Linked DNA regions of Pan troglodytes: region 1 is linked to region 2. The links are chromatin contacts, called in public Hi-C maps. All regions are on one chromosome and are shown on one strand. The core of a region is the stretch at or near the end of the contact, and the rest is flanking DNA. Distances in the headings are between cores, read along the strand shown.

Region 1 (4,946 bases), core at 897-3,396, 150 kb after region 2:
AGTTCTGCTTTGAGGGTAAGATGACAAGAGTTGAGGTTCTCTGTAGTAGATGAAGTCAAGTCTTTTTTGTGAGAATTGTAGCGTCTTTTTGTTGCTTCCTTTGTAAATTCTACATACAGACCTGCAGTAGGGAGAATAGTGGGATACATGTGGGGTCTTCATACTTGACTTAAAAGCTTTTTCCTTATTTCTGTTCTCACACTCTTGGGGTGGTGGGGTGGGTCCTGGATCTGTCTCTGCACCATCATCAGAGGATGGTCTCTTCCTTAAATTTAGTCACTCCATTTCTAATATTGAGTTATTGGTTCTGGGGGGTTGGATGGAAGGATATATGTTGCTATGGTTCTAACTCTAATTTTCCCAAGGAAAGTTCCATGAGTATGCTATGTAAGATCAGTCATTTTCTAGTGTAGATGTACATTTGAGTTTAGGATCTTCTCTATAATCTGAGGATCATAAAAAAATTACAGAAGAAGATGGGGATGAGGGTGGAGGTGGGGGAAGAGGTGCATTTCAGAGTGAAGGCACTGTAGTTTTAAAGTAATAAAAACACCCCCAGGAAACTTAGATTCAGTTTTCTAAAATAACTGAAAACCAACTGATATTAACTGTATTAGTCTGTTTTCACACTGTTGATAAAGACATAACCAAGACTGGGTAATTTATAAAGAAAAAGTGGTTTAGTGGACTCACAGTTCCACGTGGCTGAGGAGGCCTCACAATCATGGTGGAAGGCAAAAGGCACGTTTTACATGGCAGCAGATGAGAAAATGAGAACGAAGCAAAAGGGGTTTCCCCTTATAAAACCATCAGATCTTGTGAGACTTATTTCACTACCACAAGAACGGTATGGGGGAAACCACCCCCATGATTCAGTTATTTCCCACCAGGTCCCTCCCACAGCACATGAGAATTATGGGAGCTACAATTCAAGATGAGATTTGGGTGGGGACACTGCCAAACTTCATAAACAATAATAGCAAATAGACATAATACTCTGTCCCAGGCACTATTCTAGGGCCTTGATGTACATTAACTCATTTGATCCTTAAAACCACCCTCTGAGGGATGCAGTATTTTTTCCCATTTTTCAGATGAGTAAACTTAAGCTTAGAGAAAGTGACTTGGCCACAGTGCACAGCCATCATTTTGAGAAGCAGGTATTCATGTTGAAGCAGGCTGAATCCAGGGGTTTTGCTTTTAATTTCTTGGCTCTGTTTAGAACTTTGGAAATTCAAGCTGGCTAACTCTATTGTATTGCCAAGGAATAGTCTACTTATCTATAAGCAGGGACATTGCTCATTATTGTACATTCTTTCATCTCAGAGCAACAGCAAGGCAACTTGTGATTGATTTTATACTTTAATGAAGGCCTCTCAGTATGTAGAGACATTTTTTCCCAAGACATGATTTTGACTAGAGGTTTCTAAAATTGTGTACATTTATATATAGTGTGCAAGGAATACCATTCTGCTTTCTCCAACTTTTGATTAGAAATAGAGGGACAAATCTGTAATACTTAACACAAACTCAGTTTATAGTCAGTTTTGTATGTAAGCAGAGCATTCCATGTTTGTGTCTGTTTTTTTCTATGCAATTAGGAAAAACATTTATCTTCTAAATTATACCATATGTTCTTGTTCTGAGTAAGCAGTGGTTCCAGTGGTTTCTTTGAAAAGTCTGCTTCTAGAATTAGATGTATCATTTATATATATATTTTTTTACTTTCCCGCCTTTTGATCAGTTTGGGCTCTTTTCCTTGTTTGCTCTGTTGTCATGAGTAGATTTAAATTTAGTTGTGAGAGCACATGAAGATGTGGCACCAGGACCATTTCGGGGTTAGCAAGGGAGGGCTTCATACAGTCGTGCAAATATTATAATTGGGGGGTAGGTTCATGATAAAATTAGCCTGGAGAAATCAGACTAGCTGTTAGTGCCAATCATCTGGCTAGTAGAGAACAGTTTTTTGGTTTTTTGTTTTTTCACCTGGCCACCCTACCAAGTCTCTATTATTTAATGCGCCCTAGGGCTAGAATTCCACACAGACAGTGATGTTAACTATTATTTGTGTCATCACCTAGCTCATTGTTATCCCTATGGGATGAATGAGAAGAGGATTACCATTTTGCCATTCTATTTCAAAACAGCTTCTATTCAATCTTTTCTTTGGGTCAGCCAGTGTTCTCAGTTAATGAGTGGTGGGCCCAATGTGGTAGCATAATAGGAAATACATTTTTATGAGAAAGCACTGCTGGGGTTTCCAGCCGTTCCTAAAACCTCACTTGCAATTCCGTGAGTAGTAAAAAGAAGATTCAGGCCACCTCTGGACCTACTTCAACTTTGCTTCTTGTGAATAAACAAATGCAAAATAGTTCTAGTTTGCCTAAACATTTTAAACTTCTAAGGTAAATCCCAGATGACCTGTAAGTTGGGAAGCAGGGTTGCTAAGAGACCTTGGGGGTGGGAGGCGGGTAGGGTCTGAGGTGCTGGGGAACGCATATTTAGTGAGACCTCCAGATTTCTCAATGTTCATTCAATTTTTAATGTCCTGAGTCTAACACAACAGTTATGGGGACTGGATCTGGCTCCTAAGACTGCAAGAGTAAGGCCTCTCCCATTAAAATTCTGAGATTCCATGAGTTTTCTTCCAGAACTTAGTTGCAGAATGAAGTAACTGACAAGTAATAAGGAATATATCCAAAATTAGAAAATCAGACTTTCAAATGCCCTACAGGTTTATTTTCTTACTGTGTGCCATTTGGGACCAACAGAGCAACGGCTAGTTTTACCAAGAGATTATATTTGAATGATACCTGATTTGGTATTTCATTTAAAGTTCTGGAAATGGGCTGGGCACAGTGGCCCATGCCTATAATCCCAGCACTTTGGGAGGCTGAGGCAGGCAGGTCACCTGAGGTCAGGAGTTCAAGACCAGCCTGGCCAACATGGTGAAACCCCATCTCTACTAATAGTACAAAATTAGCCAGGCATAATGGCGCACCCCTGTAATCCCAGCTATTCGGGAGGCTAAAGGAGGAGAATCGCTTGAACCCAGGGGACAGAGGTTGCAGTGAGCCAAGATCGTGCCATTGCACTCCAGCATGGGCGACAAGAGCGAAACTCCCTCTCAAAAAATAAATAAATAAATATAAAGTTCTGGAAATGGATCCTTTTGCTATTCAATCATCTTTCTACATGTGAATGTAAATATCACTATAAATGTAAACATAGTTAAATATGAAATCAATTTCAGTTTATTGGATTAACTTTTATTGTGAGCTAATACAGCTTTAAAATAAAACAGATCACCAAGCTGCTAGAGATGAACTCTGGTTTCAGTTATATTTGTCATTAACACTTGTGTGAGAAGGGGAGGACCATCATGTTTAAACCAGTGAGTGCCACAGTTGTCTCTTACAGCTAGTAAGTAGAATGAACTTTTAAGTGGCCTTACCAGGAAGGCTGAGTCCATAAGTGAATGGTTAGGAACCCTAACCTTTACAGAGGGAATGTTTTATAGTTTCTATTGGCAATAACAGTGTAAAATTGCTGAGAATCAAAATATTGCTAGCCACAATGCCATTCCTTCTGACCCCCTTACCCTACACATACCCCTGGAGAAATAATATAAATTTAAAACCTGAAATTACTCCTGCTTTCCCATTTCCCCCCTTATTTTCATAGACAACCACCTTTTCTTTTGACCCCTACTATCTTTCTTTCCAGTGGGAAAGTGGCTCCTTTATGTGAGCCAGTATGCAGCAATTCCAGCAAACCTAATAAGAAACAATTCTGTTCTTTCTTATTAAACAGCTTATTCACGTGGGTAAGGCCTAGAATGTCTAGTGTTACCAGCTTCCCCAGTGAATGACTATTACGCCCACTGCCAGGGAGCCCCTCTGCCTCCCTCCTACCTGAGCAGATCCTGGGCAGTTCATAGTGACTCAGTTTAGGTTATCAGTTTTATCCTTCTGGTGACTTCCTGATCCTGGGTTATTCTACTTAAGGTCGTTAGGACAGACTGTAATCATTACTTTCATCTCTGGGAATCTTATTAACTCTGTAATTTTTCTACTGTCCAGATTCGCCTCGTCACTTCTGGTGGTATCATTTAATCTGCTGGCTGCTGAGTGCTGCCGGGATCATCTGCATTCTTGTAGCACACGAACACTACACTATCGATGTGATCATTGCTTATTATATCACAACACGACTGTTTTGGTGGTACCATTCAATGGCCAATGAAAAGGTGAGAGCAGTGAAGATGCTTGGATAATTTCTTTTCTTTGAATGCAGTGGACCCTTTTCATGTCATGGGGTTTTAGATAGCCTAATGGGGATAACCGATGTTGCCACATTCACTTAAACATATATCCATTACTGCTTTTTAAAATAAAGCAAAGAACTTCACAAATATAAATGCCATTTATGGATAAAAATGCCATAAGGTTATGGAGCACAGTGCATTGCTAATTCAGGTAACTTAAACTAGAATGAAGAAATATATGTACTAAATTAAAATTTAGGAACCTTCTCTGTAAAAGCATTGTAGTGCAGCTGGGTAAGACATAATCCTGCCTTCAACTTAAATTAATTTTAAGGAGAAGGTAATAGCTACTTTTTTAATTTTTTTTTTTTTTGAGACAGAGTCTTGTTCTATTGCCCAAGCTGGAGTACAGTGGTGCAATCTTGGCTTACTGCAACCTCCACCTTCCAAGTTCAAGCGATTCTTGTGCCTCAGCCTCCCAAATAGCTGGGATTACAGGTGCACGACACCACGCCTGGCTAATTTTTATTTTGTATTTTTAGTAGAGACAGGGTTTCACCATGTTGGCCGGGCTGGCCTTGAACTCCTGACCTCAGGTGATCCTCCCGCCTTGGCCTCCCAAAGTGCCAGGATTACAGGCGTGAACCACCGTGCCCAGCCGATAGCAGCTATTGTTTAA
Region 2 (4,948 bases), core at 935-3,434:
CTTATGGAAATTTGAGCTCAGAGACTAAAAATTACAGGTGAGAATTTCCTGTCATGAGGATGAGGAAGAGTAGGGGTGTAGTTTCTATGAAAAAGTAATTGTTTTGCAAATCTTCTAATTTTCCTTAGGAAGTGAAAATGTGAACTGGGATTTCATTCCTGGTAAAAATGTAAAATTCTTTAAATAAAAATATACCTTATTATAAAAATATATTTTACATTAAGGAGCTTTTAATACAAAACATCACTTAGGACTCCAAGACCAAAATGGACAAAAAACAGGAACAATAAAGAAGACATGCAAAAAGCTAATTACCACATGAAAAGGTTAAAAATCACTAGCAGTTTTACAAAGCAAGAATCAAATGCTCTTTTGCCTTTAAGTTTAGCAAAAATAGAAACAATGTTTGCTGTCTTCCCCTCCCCATTATCAGACTGAATATTCAAAATATTGTAGTAACAGCCTGAGTTCAAATCCCAGCTCAGAATTCTACCTATCTATCTGGACTTGGTCTAATTTTTTTACTTCTCTCCACTACAGTTTCCTAATCTGTAAAACAGGACTAATCAGCAAAATGAGGATTAAATATGTTAATCCATGTAAAGTTTAAAAAAGGGTACCTGGGCCGGGCATGGTGGCTCACGCCTGTAATCCTAGCACTTTGGGAGGCCGAGGTGGGCATATCACAAGGTCAAGAGATCGAGACCATCACGGCCAACATGGTGAAACCCTGTCTCCACTAAAAAATACAAAAATTAGCTGGGTGTGGTGGTGGGCACCTGTAATCCCAGCTACTTGGGAGGCTGAGGCAGGAGAATCGCTTGAACCTGGGGGGTGGAGGTTGCAGTGAGCCAAGATTGCGCCACTGCACTCCAGCGACAGAGCGAGACTCCATCTTAAAAAAAAGAAAAAGTACCTGGTTGGCATGATGATATTTTGAATACACTGAGTTAAAGAGAATATATTATTAATTTTGTAAGAATACCTGGCATATATGTGTTTACCTAATATATGTACCAGTTATATTAGCATTGTATAAATATTACATAGTATAAATATTATAATTTTATTCCAGTGGTGGATTGGGTATAGAATGTTTAAAAAAATAAACAACAGAACTATAAAAATAAGTAGACAAAAAAGGCTACAGAAATATTATTAGAAAAAGAAACAGAAGGATCTTCTAGAAATGTAACTGTTTAATTTTTTAATCAATAAACAGATTAAACAGGTTTTAAAGGTATGTAGAAATAAACTGAGCATCAATAATATTCATAATCATAAATAAACTTAACTCACTGTTAAATGGTTGATTGTCCAGTTGTATTTAAAAAATCCAACTAAATACTGTTTAGAATACGGGGACATAAAACATAAGGACATAGTAAAAAGTTAGTAAAAAGATATACCTGACAGATATTAACCAAAAGAAATCTTGATGGAATATTAGTATTGAAACAAGTTTATGACCAAAAATATAAAAACAAAAACAAATCACCCCAAAACATTATTAAGGAAAACTAAGTTCACCAAGAAGCTTTAATGATTTCAGTTTTGTATGTGCTTGATAAAAGAGCCTTAAAAATATAAAGCAATAATTGATAGAATTACAGGAAGAAATGGACAAATCTACCATATAATGGAAGATTTCAATATTCATTCACTCATCTTATTCAACAACTATTTTTGAGTGTCTGCATGCTAGGGACTCTTCTACTCACTGGGAAGAAAACATAAAAATCCTTACCTTTTTGAAGCCTAGATTATAATGGAAGGAGAGAGAAAATATATACAAATACTTAAATATAGTATAACCTTATGGAAATATATCCAGGATAACATAAATTCTAAAACTATAAAATGGATGTTTCGCTCCCATCCACCACTCTATCCTACATGTAGAACAGATAGGGAGGAGGAATATTGCTTTTGTTCTGAGGTTGGGGGATGGAATAGGGTACATAATAGATAGGGCAGCCAGGCAGCAAACTAGCACAAAATCCACAGGAGAAGTGGAGTTCGAATCCCGCTTGCTCAGTAATTGCCCCATTCAATATTCCCAAACTGGGCCAACAAAATTTGCACTATCTAGCTAGGAATTTCCTGGAATCATTACTGCTTTCCTGACGTCCAGTCAACTACAGGCCCGGAATCAATCCTGTCAATATTTAGGTTGGAGTGGACAATCACCGCCAGGTGGTGCCAAACTGCTAGGACCAGGATTGATTCGCATAGTGAAGCAATATCTCCAGGACTGTGCATTCTCCTACTCTTTTTATTAAATTCCCACTGAAAAACAAGAAAAATAAATCAAAGATGAAAGGTTGGAAAGGAAGACAAAGGACTTCATTATTTTACAAATGATACAATAGTGTATACAAAAATTCCAAAGACAACCTATTAGAAGCAGTAAGTTTACCATATCATTGCTATGCAAAATTCAGCTGCATTTCTATAAAAATCTAACAAGTACTCAGTAAACATTTCTATAGCATAACAAGCACAAAGAAAATTTAATGTAAAGAGATTCCATTTAAATAGCTCAAAAATAGAATACCTAAAATTAATTTAATAAATAATAATAAAGCCTGTACAGAAACGTTATGAAACGTTATTAAAATACACTCAGATCTAAATAGGCTGTGTTCATGGAAAGGAAAACTCAATTTTTTTCAAAGTCAGTTCTCCTCAAATTGATCAAGAGAGCTAATATAATCACAATCAAAATATCAATAGAAATTTTGTGAAACATGACAATTTCAACATAATTCTGAAATTTATGGAAAAGCAAGAATATCCATGGCATGCCTCAATTAAAAATGGAAACTTGGCCAACAAGATATTGAAACTAATGATGAAGCCATAATAATTCAGATAGTATTTTGGCATAGGGAAAAGCCAAATGACCAACTGAACGAAAGAGAGAACCCAGAAAGACCAAAGAATATATGGAAACTTGATATATAACAGATGGCAATGGTGATCAATGAGAAAAGTTTATACTAAAATTAAACAGATAAATTTCTATTTATAATAAATAAATAGGGAAAAAATCTTTCTACCTTAGAGTAAAATCTTATGTAGATGGAAAGATGAAGGTAGAAAATCACCATTTGGCAATCATCATAGTAATAACTGATTCAGACAAAATTGCCAACCAATGCCAAAACTAGTGGGTTGCAATTTGGTAAACAACAGAGTAGTTACATCCTCTCAAACTACTTCTACTTGAATTACTTTATTACAAAGAAGAAAAAACAGTACTATTAGAGTGAATAAACCTTGAAGACATCACCTTAACCAAGTAATCAAAGTTGACAATATCAAAATTGGAAAAAACTGATATTTTATTATTTCTGTTGTGTTGCATGGGAAAGAACACAACCTCATCTAAATAGTATTCCTGATAAAAAATGGATAACCTAAATGCAATCATGACGAAACATCCCATGAAGAAAACCTACATTCAAGGACGTCCTACAAAATAATTGGTCTGAACCGTTAAAAAATGTCAAGGTCAAGAAATATAAAGATAGACTTAGGAACTGTTCCAGATTAAGGGAAACAAAAGGGACATGACAACTAAATGCAATACGGGATCCTGGATTGGATCCTGTACCGGGGGAGGAGGAGATAGAAGGGTAGAACAGGGTGGCTATAAAGGATATTTTTATTAGGACTATTTTATTAGGACAACTGAAGAAATTTTAAAATAAATTATAGAGTAGGTAAAGTATTACATTAGTGTTAAATTTTCTAATTTTGATAATTGAATATTCTCATTCTTAGAAAACATATGCTCAAGTATTTAGGCAATGAGATGTCATATCTGCAACTTATTCTCAAATGGTTCAAACAACAAAACATGCATAAAAAGAGATAACAAGAAAGCAAATTTGGCAAGTGATAATAATTGAATCTGGTGAATGGTGTACAGGAAATTTTGTAATGTTCTTGAAACTTTCCTGTGCTTTACATTATTTTTAAAATTAAAAGCTAAACAATAGCAAGAGAATGGTAAATAAAAAACTGAAAACAGTGGTTACCTCAGAAAGTTGGGGAAGGCCGCAGAGTGACAGAAGGGAGAAAAACATAGGTAAGTGCAACAGTGCTGGTTATATTCTAGTTTCTACATTAGAAGATGGAATTTTGAACATTCATTGTGTTATTTAGCTTTAATTATCTATGTGGTCAGCCCTCCATATTCACGGGTTCTGCATCCCTGGAGTGAACTGACTACAGATTGAAAAATATTTAAAAACATACAAACTAACAATACAGTAAAATGACTATTTACATAGTATTTAAACTGTACTGGTTACTATAAGTAACCTAGAGATGATTTAAATTATGCAAGAGAATATGCACAGGTGAAATGCAAATACTATACCATTTTATATAAGGAACCCAAACATCCACAGATTTGGGTATCCCAGGGGATTCTGGAATCAATTCCCTGTGGATACTGAGGGCTGATTGTACATTATACATTATATCTTTGTGTATGTATCAAATATTATATTTTAAAAGAATAAAGGGAAAAAAGGATAATGAGGCATGAATCGAATATGTCTGATGAGCTGTATGAAGGCATGAGCTGTATGCCCTTGAGTATGTTTCTTTTTCTCTCTGAAGTTCTGGTTCATCACCTACAAAAAAAAAGGGAATAAAAAGATCTATTGTGTTGTTTTGTGTAAAATGTTTGGCAGCAAGTGCTCATTAGATGGTAGCTGTTGTTATTTTCTCTGATAGGGCAGAGATAAAGGCAGAATACCCACAATGACAGGCTTGATAAAAGTGATGAAGATTTGGAATGTTCTTCATCACCAATTGGTAAGGAAGTTTCCTAGGGAGTAAAACTGAGACAGTGTTGGGAATGAAATAGATAGAGAGTCAATGAGCTTTACATATATTTTTTTCTCAGCTGCACTCCATAGTCTGGAAGAAA

The links. A called contact is a pair of places that touch in the nucleus more often than the background predicts.
Region 1: a contact with region 2 is called in a Hi-C map of induced pluripotent stem cells, with 3 times the contacts expected there. The contact joins two enhancer-like sites. A contact is called at or near these places in 5 of 7 Hi-C or Micro-C datasets (blood, induced pluripotent stem cells, a lymphoblastoid cell line and 1 more) and 1 of 1 other capture datasets (stem cell-derived neural stem cells).

Annotation. Positions count from the first base shown.
Region 1 is chr3:109,365,580-109,370,525 of NHGRI_mPanTro3-v2.0_pri, forward strand. It overlaps SGMS2 (sphingomyelin synthase 2), which reads left to right. Exons shown (of 7, transcript NM_001280493.1): 6 at 4,083-4,249. Among named protein-coding and RNA genes, the nearest start is that of CYP2U1, 24 kb to the right of the region's middle. Within about 2 kb of position 2,147, at least 1 of the 24 cell types and tissues checked has an H3K27ac peak or open chromatin away from gene starts, as enhancers often do. A contact at or near this core is called in induced pluripotent stem cells, where this site is marked.
Region 2 is chr3:109,219,612-109,224,559 of NHGRI_mPanTro3-v2.0_pri, forward strand. No RefSeq gene overlaps it. Among named protein-coding and RNA genes, the nearest start is that of PAPSS1, 41 kb to the left of the region's middle. Within about 2 kb of position 2,185, at least 1 of the 24 cell types and tissues checked has an H3K27ac peak or open chromatin away from gene starts, as enhancers often do. A contact at or near this core is called in induced pluripotent stem cells, where this site is marked.